Linked DNA regions of Rattus norvegicus: region 1 is linked to region 2. Evidence: chromatin contacts called from public Hi-C data. All regions are on one chromosome and are shown on one strand. Each heading gives the region's core, a stretch centred on a gene start, on an enhancer-like site or on the middle of the called end of the contact. The rest is flanking DNA. Distances are from core to core; before and after follow the strand shown. Region 1 has its middle 49 kb from the start of Selenof. Region 2 overlaps Hs2st1 (heparan sulfate 2-O-sulfotransferase 1).

Evidence for each region. A called contact is a pair of places that touch in the nucleus more often than the background predicts.
Region 1: a Hi-C map of kidney shows a contact between it and region 2, with 6 times the contacts expected there. The contact joins two enhancer-like sites. A contact is called at or near these places in 6 of 12 Hi-C or Micro-C datasets (frontal cortex, kidney, liver and 2 more).

Annotation. Positions count from the first base shown.
Region 1 is chr2:236,347,857-236,354,885 of GRCr8, forward strand. No RefSeq gene overlaps it. Among named protein-coding and RNA genes, the nearest start is that of Selenof, 49 kb to the left of the region's middle. Within about 2 kb of position 3,090, at least 14 of the 93 cell types and tissues checked have an H3K27ac peak or open chromatin away from gene starts, as enhancers often do.
Region 2 is chr2:236,267,294-236,274,668 of GRCr8, forward strand. All of the region lies in intron 1 of Hs2st1 (heparan sulfate 2-O-sulfotransferase 1), which reads right to left. Among named protein-coding and RNA genes, the nearest start is that of Hs2st1, 31 kb to the right of the region's middle. Within about 2 kb of position 2,113, at least 54 of the 93 cell types and tissues checked have an H3K27ac peak or open chromatin away from gene starts, as enhancers often do.

The DNA of each region.
Region 1 (7,029 bases), core at 1,840-4,339, 82 kb after region 2:
CCTCCACTTCTCCTCCATTTCCATCCCACGGACCACAAATGAGTGTGCTGTGCATCCCACATCAAGTCGTGCCATAGGAAGCTACACCATCTTCCTCCAGCTCACCCCCAGCCCCTCCATCCAACTAACTTCTCTCAATGGACGCCAACGCAGTCTTCCTCCTTATTTGGTGCTGCCTGTGAGAGCGCAGGTGTCAAGGGCTGAACTCTGTTCTCGCTCCTGCTGTGTGTCTGGGGCTCAGTACGGTGTCTAGCACAAAGGGGCTTTATAAACACTTCTAACGCAGTGAGCTGCTCATCCCCAGGACCCGATGGATCATTGATCCAGTGATCCTTCCCACTTGAAGTTTCCCTACTCTGCCCCCTTCAGGGCCCTGCTTGATGTCTCTCGCCCGCATCAGCACTCGTAACTTAGCACCCGGCTACATCCCACATTGTTGGCGTTCTTTCCGTCTTCAGGTAACGACGCTGGTGGCTGTCCTCTGCCCCTCCTAGGGCATCTGCTTGCTCTGTAAACATGGAGCTCACTCCTTAGAAGCAGGTACTTAAATCTAACATCTGCAACTTGCCATCAAGAGCTCTACTGAGCTCTGAAGATGAGGGCTGCGGTGTTCAGCTTTCAAATAAATCAGCTTAATTCCAGGAAAGTCTGAGTAGCTGCAGGAAATTAGAGAGCTAGAACACGCTGCCTTGATCCAAAGAACACGAAATCTTCCATACAGCAACGTCATTTCTTAAGAAGGGTGATAAATCCCACTGACGGGAACATCGGGGCTCTGTCTCTTCCACAGATCCCATCCTTCCCCTGTCAGAACACCTCCACCCCCCAGTTCCCTTTTCCGATCACTGAAGAACCTCTCCAGTGATGCTTCTGGGACCCTTTTTGTGTGCAGTGATTTACTGTCGCCCCTTGTTGGGCTGCCTGCTCAAAACCCAAGACTTTGCAGATGCACCCCCACCCCCACCTCGCTCCTCTGGGGAGATTTAGTGGCAGTTACATTTCAACTTTCTTGGCAGCAGCCCGTGGCCTCCAACCAGAGCAACTGCAGAACGGACTTAGAACAAGAATGGCTGCCCTGGAAGTTTCCACTAGGTGAGAGGAATAATAAATGAGTTTCTTTACCATTAGGTAGTCTGTGACCTGCCAGATGAATTAAGGTCATATTTTATCAAATTGAAGCGTGCATCAGAGCCCTTTCCAATGTTATAATACAAATCTCAAACTGGCTTCATCCAGACAGGAAGTCAGTGGTAGCCCTAATGGAAGAGCCCAGTGCTGTCTGGCTTTACATACAGCCTCAGAAAAGAGAGAACATTAGCCCATTGCCTGATATTCTTTTTAAGATTAATTTTTATTTTTGAATATGTGTTGTCTCCCACATGTATGCAGGTACCCGCAGAGGCCAGAAGGGGGTGCAATATCCCTTAGACATGGGGCTATTAACTTCCTGATGTGGGTTCTGGGAACTGAACTTCAGCCCTGAGTCGTCTCTCTGGGCCCCATCACGTGCTCCTGTAAATAGTTTTAGTGGCACAAAGCCACATATCTTCTTTTACATAATGTAATGTCTAGGGCGGCTCTCGAGCCATAATGCATTGGATCCTTGCAGGAATGATCTGATCTATTTATGATCTGGCCTTTTCCAGTAAGAGCTTACCAGTCCCTGACTCCAGGGCTTGGGTGACATCATCAGGATTCTCAAGCCATCCATTGACTACAGTCTTTCTCCCGGATGACCTTGCTCTCAGCTTCTTTCTGTTCTGATATTCCTTCCTGCAAATAAGCCTCGGCTGAAAGATCATTTCTCTTCTGGTAACTCTTTGAAAAGCCCTTGAAGTTGCTTTCAACTGGCAACTTGGATGAGGTATTCATCCCTCAATTGATGACCGACAGGAAGAATTGCCGCACGTGGCTTGGTCTGAGTTACCCTTCCAGCTCTGGTGGGGTAGGGCCAGCCACTTCCAGGACAAATGGACAGAGAATGATGGAGTGTCCCTCCCAAAGGCAAAACAAAACAAAACAAAAACACCACCACCAACAAAACCCACTATCTCCAGTATGAAACCTCTTCCCCTACCCCGAGGCTGGATGCATTCTAATCTTGGACAGTGCCCAGGGTGGGTTAATGAGACTCGTGTGTGTGATCTCAGACCCCAAGGCAGTCCTAGTAATGACAATGACCTGCTATTGATGAGTTTTGATGGCAGACTACAGTAAGCACTTCATTAGATACAGTCTTGTTTGTTCTCCAGACAACTATGAACTGGGCGTTTTTAACTTCTACTTTACAAATTCGGTAAGGACAAGTGAGAGGTTTGGTAAAGGCCTGCTCTGAGGAAGCGTGGTATGAAACCATAAGCAACGGTATGGCTTGATTGTGGTCATTGTTCTTATTAATGTCAGCAGACGTCCTTTGAATCCCACCAACCTGAATCAAGTCCTGGATTTGTTCTCAACCCTAGGAGTCACAGCTAGATGGTAAGTTACAGGAAGAGAGGGGTCATATTTGTCCTTAATCCTGCTCTGGTCACTGTGTCCCTAGTTGGCACACAGTAAACACCTTAACAAACTGGTATTGAGGACAACTTTTCTAAGCCTGACGTTTTAAATGTGACATAGTAAAATACATGTGCATAACTCAGGAAGGGATTGCACAGCACAGAACATGCAGAACACAGCTTGTGCTAGGTGTAATGACACTGGCCCTTAGTGAGTGTCCAATTGCCTACTAAACTACACCCTGAAACGAACAGGTTGGTTCGTCTGATTCTCAAACCCCTGCCTCCACGTTACAAGTGAACCGTGAACCGAGTCTGTGTTCTTCTTTGTCACAAGTACTGAGGATGTGTCCCACCCTCTCGCCAGTGAGTCCAACTCTTTCTATTAACTTCCAGGACTCTGAGGCATTTCATTCAAGTTCTGCGAAGTGATGGCCTCTCCTTTTCTCTCCTGCATTATTGGGAGAAATAAAAGCAGCTTTCTTCAAAAACACAATGAAGACTTTTCTCTCAGCCCTCCTTCTCTTTTCCCCATTATTTCCAGAGAGCAAGGTTGGGCTGCAGGAGGCTCTGTTGCCTGGCAGGAGCCTGCAATTCACAGAGAGCCAACAGTGGGAGCCAGCCAGGCTCTGGCCTCGCCAGACCTCCCTCCCCGCTCCAGTAGGTCCTTCTTTCCCAGAATTGCCTGCTGCCATCTGCTGGCCGTATGATGTTAAGACGGTCACCACGGTGATGTCTCCCAAATGAGCCTCCTTCCAGCTTCCAGGCACCTTCCTGGGCCTCTGGTAGACAGTGCCAGCAGGCAGACCAACAGAAGATTTCAAGGTAAGGTTCTCAGACAGACGTGGCTGGAAAGAATCGACTCACAGCCCAAATGAGGGAAATGCAAACCATGAATCCTTCTCCCATCTGACAAACGCGCTTCCTTGCCCGGAGCCCCCTGCTTCTCATCCCCAACCCATCTCTCATCCACCAGCACCCTGCCATTCTTTCGGTCACACCAGCAGCTCCCATAAGCTGTATCACCACAACAATCGTACTAATTAATTTTCTTTTTCGCAAATAGTTTCCTATGGAAAAGTTATAAGAATAGTCACAAAGAATTCCCCTACATTCTTCTTCCAGCCAAGCCCACTGAAGATTTTCCAGTGGAGTCAGCAGCTTTTTGTAATCAGAGGATCCAAACCAGGGTCACACATTTTCCTGCTTCTCATGCATCTCAATGTCTTCCTCATTTGGAACATTCCTGACTTCTGCTTCTATTCCACTTAAGGATAGATGTTAGCATTGTAAGCAGTTCCAGCCAGTGTTATAGAATGCCTTCGGCCTGAGTCTGTCTGATGCTGTCTAGCCAGTGTGTGCATAACTGGCAAAAATGTAACAGACATGGGTCATTTCACAGCACTGACTCCGGGGACCCACACTGTGTTTCCTATGGTATGACTTTGGGTCACTTTTAGTATCCTCGTCTGTGTGGATGTCTTTGAATGACACTTGTCTGCCTGGCATACTAGGAGGTCAGAAGAGGTTGTCAATCCCCTGGAACTGGAACTACAGGTGGTTGTGAGCCACCATGTGGGTGCTGGGAATTGAACCCTGGGTCATCTGGAAGAACAGCCAGTGTTCTTCCTGACTACTGACCCATTTCCTGGCCCCATCAGCTTGCTTTTTATAATACGGTACCTGCCAGGAGAATGATGTCTCAAACAGTGGGTTCTGCAACATCAATTAACAGTTAAGATAGTGCCCTACAGACAAGCCCACGGGCCAGTCCAATCCAAGTGATTCTCCAGGGTCTCAGGTGTGAGTCCCTTCTCAGCTGGCTCTAGGGTATGTCCAAGTCAACTAGTTAAAGCTGACAGGTAAAGTTAACTAGGATGTTAGTCTTCCATAGCTCATGGCCCTGCTGGACCACTGACTCTTCTGCTTGGCCTCACCTGATGCTGTTTTCAGAAAGTTAGGAGAGGGAGTAAAAGGGAGAGAAGGAAAATAATACTGTATTTTGAGACTAGAAAAAGATGTTCATTCTTAACCACTATTGTCACAGATTATTCTGTGTTCTCCACAGAAGTATACACTTTGAGAAAGCCATGACTATGTCTCCCTTACTCATTCATGGTGGGTTGTAGCTCCAGGATCTAATGGGATGGCTGTTGCACTTCCTGTCTTCCCAACCAGAGCAGCAGGCATGCAGAGCCTGGCTTACATAGGTTCTCAGAGCTGAACTGAAATCCTCACCAATGAGCTATTGCCCCAGCCCAGCGTTTATTTATCATTGATAGCTGTGTGTGTGTGCTGGGGAGTTTGTTTATTTTATAATTTAGAGACTGGAAAGTAAGATCTGTGCTCCAACAGATTCTATGTCTGATGTTGGTTCTCTGCTCTGTAGACCGCACGTTCTAGGTGTCTCTTCATAAAACGGAAGGGTCAGGCAAGCATGCCCTTCCAGTTTCCTTATAAAGGTACTGACTCACTTCATGAGAGCAAAGATCTTTATTTTTTTTTATTATTTTATGTGTATGTGTGCCTGAGTATATGCATTAATACCACATGCTTACAGGAACTCTTGGAAGCCAGAAAAGGGCATAGGATCCCCTGGAACTGGGTTACAGGTGGTTGTGAGCCACCACAGGGGTACGCAGAACCAAACCAGGGTCCCCTGCAAAGAGCTCCTAACCACTGGGCCATCTGGCCCACCTCTTGGTGCCTCCATGCTGTGGATGAGATTTCAGTGTCAGCCTCTGGGGAACAAACACTCAGACTCTGGCTGTCACACAGGCAGGAAGACGAAGGACTTCACGATGAGAAAGAACTGGTGCTGGATCTGGCAGCCTGCTTCCAGGCCCTCCTCATCACTCCTGTGCTAACATTTTCTTTCTAATAGGTATAATTATTTGGCCCCAATTGCCAGCAGCAAACATCAACCCTAGTCTACCCGCCCCAGCCTCCTCCTAACATCAAGTCCTAATGCATGTGTGCTTTCCTCGCTCGAAAGGCATGCTTTTCAGGGCCTGATGGGAGGGAAGGAACAGCTGGACCCTTTCAGCACATCCATTAGGAAGTGATAGAGCGCTCGCTCGCTTGCTCGGAAGTGCAGCTGCCAGGATGAAAGCCTTTGCTCAGCACAAAGGGCTTCAAGCACAGAACCCAGCCTTTCCCCTCCCTCATGTCTACAGGGTCACAGTGGTTGGAAGCAAGAGTCAAGGTGACACTTTTTGTTCTGCCTACTGGAGTACAGGTACCTGGCTGGTCAAAACTTCATAAGCAGAAGTGGCCAAAGCCTCTCTGCTCCTCACTAGACCCTGCGAAGAGGCCCAGGGTGATTGCTACAGGGCCCAACCTTCCTAACCACAGACCTCCAGCTTCAGCCAGGGTTATCCCTGTAGACCCGGGTAGGGAAAGAGGTGTGAAATCTCAAAAGAGCTATTTCTGACTCCTAGATAAGGCAGTGAACTGACCTCCTCTGTTTTATCCATCCATCTGCAGCCAGACTTTCCAACCCCTTGGAATAATCTAGAACCATTTTAATGAAAATATCACCACCAAAGATTAAGATTCAAGTTTAGGTGGTCAGATGGCCCATTCAAAGGAGCCCTCGTGACCCCTCTGTGCAGCCAGAGCCCACCACCCCACCCTCTGTGCAGCCAGAGCCCACCACCCTACCCTCTGTGTGAAGCCAGAGTTCATTATCCCTACTCTCTATGCATTCAGAGCCCACTATCCCCTGTTCTCATCCAGGGTCACATCAGAAGCACCCATGGATCTTCTAAAATCTTACTGTCAGGGTACTCGCCAGAGAAGAGAAACATCATCACCGCCTGGAGAATTGACTACGAGCTTTTTAAAAACAAAAGAGAACAAAAAAAAAAAAAAAAACCAAAAACCTCTTCACCAAAAGCCCACTACAGTGGTGCTCTCTTGTAATTCCAGAGCTTGGAAGATTGCAGCAAAAAGATCAGGAATTTGAGAACTGATCTTAGCTCTATAATAAGACCTTGTGTCAACAACCAAAAAGAATGGATGGATGGATGGATGGATGGATGGATGGATGGATGGATGGATGGATGGTTGGGTAGATGGATAGACGGATGGGTGGGTGAGTGGATGGGTGGATGGGTGGGTGGATGGATGGGTGGATGGATGGGTGGGTGGACAGATGGATGGACGGATGGGTGGATGGGTGGGTGGGTGGGTGGATGGGTGGATGGATGGATGGATGGATGGATGGATAGACGGATGGGTGGGTGAGTGGATGGGTGGCTGGGTGGATGGATAGGTGGGTGGGTGGGTGGATGGATGGATGGGTGGACAGATGGATGGACGGATGCGTGGATGGGTGGATAGGTGGGTGGATGGATGGATGGATGGATGGATGGATGGATGGATGGATAGACGGATGGGTGGGTGAGTGGATGGGTGGATGGATAGGTGGGTGGGTGGATGGATGGATGGGTGGACAGATGGATGGACGGATGCGTGGATGGGTGGGTGGATGGATGGATGGATGGATGGATGATAGACGGATGGGTGG
Region 2 (7,375 bases), core at 863-3,362:
AACTAGAATCTCTAAAAGGGGAAAAGCATGTACTGCACATTTAAAAGAAAAATTCACCTAAATGATTTTCACAAGCAAGTCAAGCTTGGGAAACCACTGGTCTCTCCAAGATGCTGATGGAATTCTAAAGATTAAAAATTAAAATTTACTTAAGGTCAACCTAATATGAAGCCAGAAGAGGGCAGCAGGTAGCTTTTCTGAAAAGCTAAATATGCAAATATATAAATAACTATAAGGTACTAAGTAGACAGTCTTCTCCAGGAAAGGCCCACGGAGGCTTAGATATTCTCAGAGAAGCCCCTGCCTCCGGTGAGAAGTAATGAACCAAGCAGGGCTGGGCAGCAAGCGACTCAGCCGGGAAATGTCAGGAAGTGTCTGGCACCAGGCCTGCTCAGTGGATGAGAGGCCACAATCAGAGCTACTATCTGTCAGGAGGTGACTACGCAAAACGACAAAAGCTGGAACAAGCTGAAGCTCAACCCTCACTGGCAAGCCCAGCTGCAGCAGGAGAGCTGAGGGTCTGCAGTTTGAAATCTCAAAGTGAAATAATGCTGGGGAAGGTAGATGGCTTCACACCAAAACAACATAAAGAAGCAATGTTTGATGTCAAGTGATACACCGTAATGGAAACAAACCTCAATGTTCTAGAGGATGCTGGGCTGTGTGGGAGCGACTGCCATAATACAGGCACTTACTTACCTATAGTGATCTGCACCACAGCATGGGAACGGGGAGAGGGAACAAAAGCTCCTCTCCCTGCTCGGACCATTAGAAATCTAGTGTCTGTTCCCACACTGTGAGTGTTACTCCTACTTGTAAATCTGTTTACTACTCTTCTATTCTTCCTGACTTCCTTAGTCATTCACCTTATTGCATTGAAATGAGGCTGAGATTAAGAGATCAATTAACATATGGGCTGAAGAGATGGTGCAGGGGTTAAGAGAATTTGCTGCTTTTACAGATCCAAGACAGGTTCCCAGAATCCCTCATCAGGCACCTTACAAATGTCACCTTACAAATGTCAACTGTCTGTAACTCCAGCTCCATGAGATCCAACCACCAATCTCCAAGGGTGTCTGCACTCATGTGCACATAGCTACATACATACATACATACATACATACATACATACATACATACGTACGTACATACATACATATACATACACTAATTAAAAATGAAAAAATACATCTTTAAAACATGACGCAGAGTTTTCTAATCTTTGCTATTAGAGCATTTAGAACTTTGCAAGTGCGAGACATTTCCCTACAAAGATGCAGTGATGAAGAGTCAATCAGCACAAGAATAGCTGTGCAAATCCATCCTGACTTCCGCCCACAGCTATCACAGCTGATGCACACAAAGCACTGTCATCCGGTGTATAATTCAGACGGCATTTCCACATCCTCCACTGTTACCGCTCCTCACGTCCAACAAAACCAAACTGCACTGTGCAGTGGAGCTGTGCATCCTCCTAGCTATAGACTTGTGCATCCGCTTACACTCGTTCATTTTAAGTGTGTGTGTGTGTGTGTGTGTGCGTGTGTGCATGCGTGTGTGTGTGTGTACGTGTGTAGAACACTTAAGAAGATATTCTAAAACACATTTATAGCCTGAAAGTCTGTCGAGCACATATTTTTCTACTCCTTCCTCTCAAACTTTGGGAGACAGGCTTTTACAAGTTGGCCTCATAGTTTCCGTCCTTGCATCTCAGTCTTCCCGGAGCTCGATAACAACCATGTGCCATAACACCAGGCTAGGCTTTTTGGTAAAAAGAAAGAAAGAGGGTGGGATGAAAAGAAGCTTAAAAAAAAAAGGAGGAAAGAGAAAAGGGGGAGGAGGAGGAAGAAGAGGAGGAGGAAGTGGAGGAGGAGGAAACCATTTTCCACTGCACCACGCTTTCCAGAGCTGAGCACTAGAAGAGACACAGCGTCAGAAGTCAGTGTCAGTCAGCAGTCATCTAAGATCTCGGATATCTAGCTGCCCACCACACCCTTGTCAGCCCAACTGCTAACCAATCATCCATATCACTGACAGACTGAGTACACTGCCACTGCTGCCTGTGTGCTCTGCTGGGTACTGACCCTGGGCGAGCATGATCCTGCACTCACTGTGACTCCAGTGCACCACCGCTCTACAGCATCCCCGTGGGAATCTCAAATGATTTCAGTGTCTGATCTTACATTCTAGACATTCCAGGACAAAAGGGATAGAACTGGATAGAACCCCAATACACTGCCATATTCCTTAATTACAAGGATTTCTGTAGGTAACTAGGAAAAAAAAGTTACCTAAAGTCTCAAGTGAGAAAAATCCTCTCCAAAAACAAACTATTTTATGATAAAATGCCAGAGTATAATGATTATGATTTAATACAAAACAAACAAACAATAATTCTTTCTCACCAAATGTGGTTGCTCTCCAACCACTGACTTACTGTTCTAAATGTCACAATGCTGCATCCAGTAAAAAGCACACTTCAAGATCTGTACTACATGCTGCAGATGACTCACAATTCCTACAGGCTGACTCACGGGGCAAACAACTGACACTAGGGCTTGCGCTCAGGGAGCTGAGCGGGCTGGTACTGGGAAGGGCTTCTCCTTACAGATGGGTTTTCCAGGGTAGGGCTGCATCAAAAGACAAGCAGCAGTCACAGCTTTCTCTATGGAGAACCAGATCAAAGCAGCAAGCAGCAGAGGATAATGTGAGGGAATATGTGCCTCTTTCAGCTTTTTTCTGTGTGGGTTCCCACTGTTCAAGCCAGGCTTGCTTGCTTTCCTTCTTTCTGTCTGGCTGGCTGGCTGGCTTTTCTTTTTCTCTTCTTTCTTCCTTTTTTAAAAAATTCCTCTTAGGGTTTTTTCTCATACATTATATCCCTACTGCAGTTCCTCTCTCCCCTGCCACCTCCTCTGTCCCCCAGATCCACTCCTCCTTCCCTTCCCCTCAGAAAAGGACAGGCCTCCCAGAGATGACAACCAAACACGGTATGTAAGAGTTAGGAACATGCCTTCATATTGAGACTGACGAGGCAACCCAGGAGGAGAGAAAGGGTCCCCACAGCAGGCAAAAGAGTCAGAGACGCCCTCGCTGCCACTTAGGTGTCTCACAGCACAACCATAACACATACACAGAGGACATAAGTCAGACCCATACAGGCTCCCTGATAGTTCAGTTTCTGTGATCCCCCATGATCCCTGGTTAGTTGATTCTGTGGGCCATTTTCTTTCTTTTATTAATCATTCCATTCGTTGACATCTCAAATGATATTCCATTTCTCAGTTACCGTGTCCACTATTCCCCCATCCCCCATCCCCTTTGCCCGTATGAGAGTGTTCCCGCACCCACCACACCCTCCTGCCCTAGCACTCCAGCATCCCTCTGCCCTGGAGCATCAAACCTCGCCCAGGGACCAAGGGCCTCCCTTCCCATTGCTGTCAGGCAAGGCCATCCTCTGCTACGATGAACCTGGAGCCGTGGATCCCTCCAGATACACTCCTTGTTCAGTCTAGATTCTGGGAGAACTGGGTAGTCAGGCCAGCCTATGTTGTTTTCATTGATTAAATAAATGCTTCGTATTTCCTCTTCTTGCTATACCACTGTCCTATTCGAGTTCTTCTATTTGCCTAACTAATGAAACGTCCCAATATACAACCCAACTGTAATCACAAATTCTTGTTCCTTCTCCACAAAAAGTTTATCTTAAAGAATGTTCATATTGTTGACTCAAGTTATCGCTTTTGTAAACTTATAAGCTACAGGAAACCCACTGAGACCTACCTCTCATGGACCAAATGGACTTCACCCAGATAAGTCCATCTGCCTAAAGTTCACACTTACTACCTATTCCAAAGGGTGGGATTCCTCTGGGTTTCAAATATACATCTAGGGAAAATTTTTTCTTTTCTCCCAAATGCGCTTATCTTATTCTTTGCCTATAATATGTGTGTGTGTGTGTGTGTGTGTGTGTGTGTGTTTGTGTATGTGTGTGTTCTAGCATCTTGTCAAGTCCAGGCGCTTACTACACTGAGGACAGCTCCAGAGAAGCCACCTCCAGATGTTCAATCTCCTCTCATATGTGCATTGACAAGGCTTCTTAAACTCCAGTTTGCTTGGGAAACTTTTGCACAACCTGGGTGTATAAAACAGGTAATCAAATCACATCTACTGATGATAAAAAAATTAAAAACAATTATTTGATAAATATATAATATTTCAATTTATTAAAGCAAACTTTTAATGAGATGCATTTCAATGAGATGGATATGTTTGTTTAGTTTTGCAACAAGAACGAAAACTTAGGTAACACGAGACTGCAGGATGTGCAGGATCCTCAGGGTTTTCTTCTTTCTTCTTCTTTTTTTAAAGATTTAATTATTATGATACAGTGTTCTGCCTGCATGTGTGCCTGCAGGCCATAAGACAGCACTAGATCTCATTACAGATGGTCAGGAGCCACCATGTAGTTGCTGGGAATTGAACTCAGGACCTCTGGAAGAAAAACCAGTGCTCAGAGGTTAAGCCTCTGAGCCATCTACAGCCCTTCCCTGTTTTTCAAGTTGATCAATATTTTAGTGTTGTAAGCCTCAATGCTGAGAACACCATTTCACGTAAATATGTAGTACAAAATAGCAGGAGTACTTTAAGACAATTTTAGAAGTTGCTGGACTACTTTTGAAGTCCTATTCCCAAGCCAAAAATTATTAAATGATTTTATTTAAAAAAAAAAAAGTCAATACAAGCAGCAATTTAACATTATAACATTCCATTTAAAACAAAATTCAATCTAATGATGTACTGATTTGATACTTAAGTAATGACAAACACCACTTTCTGTTTTCTGTAATCAAACCTTTAGTTTCTGTTAAAGCAAAAGTCTCACGTCCAGAAAACACACTGCAGTTTGTAATATGTAGCAGTCTTGAGTCTGAGCCGGGGTCTGAGGTGTGTCGGCAGCACATGGTGCAATGGCTTGTGCACAGAGAGCTAAGTGATGTGTATAGCGCGCTCAGAACCAAGGCTGGAGTGAGTCACATGACCAGCACAGGCGTGTGCTGTCAGAAGCACAGCCGCTCTTTACTCACCCCATTGTGAATCGACTCTGGCTACCGTGTGTTCAGAAACAATCTCCTACTGCCACAGTTTCCATGGACCAGTCAGTTACAGCGCCTGCTGTGGAGAACTATAACTGCACTTAAGGAGCTATGTATAGAACACAGCAATCCCGCCCAGTTTCACTCTCTGTGGTTCAGTTACCTAAGTCAGCCACTGCTGAGAAATCCTGCATAGAAAAATCTTCAAGTCACTCATTAGAGCTTTAAACCGTAGCTGTACAGTGACACCTCACCTCCTACCTTTGTCAACTGCGAAGTATACTTCTCTTTGTTAACTAGTGGTGCCCACACTGTGCGCTGCCTGCCCACTAAGTGACTCTGTAGCTGCCTTGGTTCCTGGATCGGCCATGGTGTCACACTGGTGTCACCCCTAGTAATCCCACTTTATCAAACCTGATAACAACTCAGAATCACCAATGAGAACATTAAAAGAGCTTTCTTTCAATGATATGGGAAAAGTTCTCATTCAATAAGAAAAGGGAACTAAGATTGATAAACCTATAGGAAAAACAGAAGCATGAAATTGTGAAGAAATGAGTGCTGGTTTTGACGTCTTCACCACAAACTGCAGAAGAGATGGCTCAGGGCACAGTGACTGCTGAGGTTAAGGTGGAAAAGACACTACAGGCATTACTGCAGTCTTGGAAGTCACCTCTCAGATAAGGATCACTAATTCGCTTACCCATAATTGAATGGTGCTTTATTAAACCTGGTAAGCATGTGAACAATGTATTCATCAGTCATGAGACGACTATTTTTAAAGAAATGCCCCATCTTAACAGAAATCTAAATAAATCTAGGTGGTCCACAGAGTCAAAGGCAGAGACAATCCCTAACTGACAGGTTGCAGGACCAACCTACGGCAGCACTGAAAGCCCTGTGGTCGGGTAAAGAGGGGTCAGAGACTGTGCGCATGTCCTCACCTGCCTTCCAACTCGTGATGAGAGAACAAGCGTGAGCAGCCCACCGCCCATGTCGGACAGAAATCCTGAAACAGACCGCTGAGATGCTCGGCCTCACCCAGGTGTCCCAGTCTATGGCTGCCTTCCCACTGCCCAGCAGAACCAACTCACGGCACCATCAGATGCTCAACTCAATACAGCCTTCTCCTTGAAACTCACATAGATCCTTTCCGACGGCAGAAAAAAGGAGGCGCATTCTCCATGAACTTTTGCTGAGAAGACAAAAGCAAAAGGCTACTTCTTCCCCTCTAAGTTTTATTTTGAAAATTTCACACCTAAAATAATGCTGGGGCAAAGAGGCACAAGGAAATGAATCCTTCATGTAAAACACTGGATCGTGCAGTCTCAGTAGGAACAATACTGTCCCCAGCTGTTAGTGCTCTGCCACTTTGCTGACTCTCCTTACACCCATAATTCTTCTTGTTTAAACTATCTGGAAATTACTTTCCAGTGCCTTGATGTTGCGTCTATACACACCATTTAAACATGGGCTTTTCCTGTATAATCACCGCAATGCTCGCATTGTAACAATTGTTTACAGTCTTTAGTTAACACAACATTGTTTACTGTACGCTGCAAATAGTTCAATTGAACTGATATTTCCTTTTTTGTTTGCTTTATAATATCTCAGGTACTTCTATAGAAAAAGTTTCATTGTCTCTTTGTCTCATATTTTGTGTTAGAAGCCCCACCTGTTACAACGCTGATGAAATTATCTTCCAACACGTAAAAAAGTTAAAGCACCTAGAGCAAGCGTATAGTAAGTCAGGGTAAAGAGACATTCCTGTAAAGAGTCTTTCCTATCTAGCTCTGTTAACAGTACACGGTATCTGCAACTTGATAGCAGGTACTTGCTGAAATTAAAATAACACAAGGGATAAGTGTTTTGGCTAAGCCCTAGGTCCTGGATAAAAATTCAGTCAGCAGAATACTCTACCAAAACTAAATGAGGTGGCCAGGCATGGGGTACAGGTCTGTAATTTCAGTGCTATAATGAGACTAGCTGAGTCTACACAGCAATTTCTAGGGGAAATAAAAAAATTAACTTTAATGTTATCTAAACATGTAATATACATAACAGAAATTTCCTAAAATGAACAAAAAAGTGTACCAGTAAAGCCGGAGAGGTGGCTGAATGGTTAAGAACTCCGGGTGCTCTTCCCAGAGGACCCTGATTCGAGTCCCAGCAGTGACATGATAGCCAGCTCTGCTTCAGCGGTGACCTACTTCTAGGGGGGTTGGTGCTCTCTTCTGACCTCTGTAGGCACCAGGCATGCGCATGGTACAAAACAGTCATAC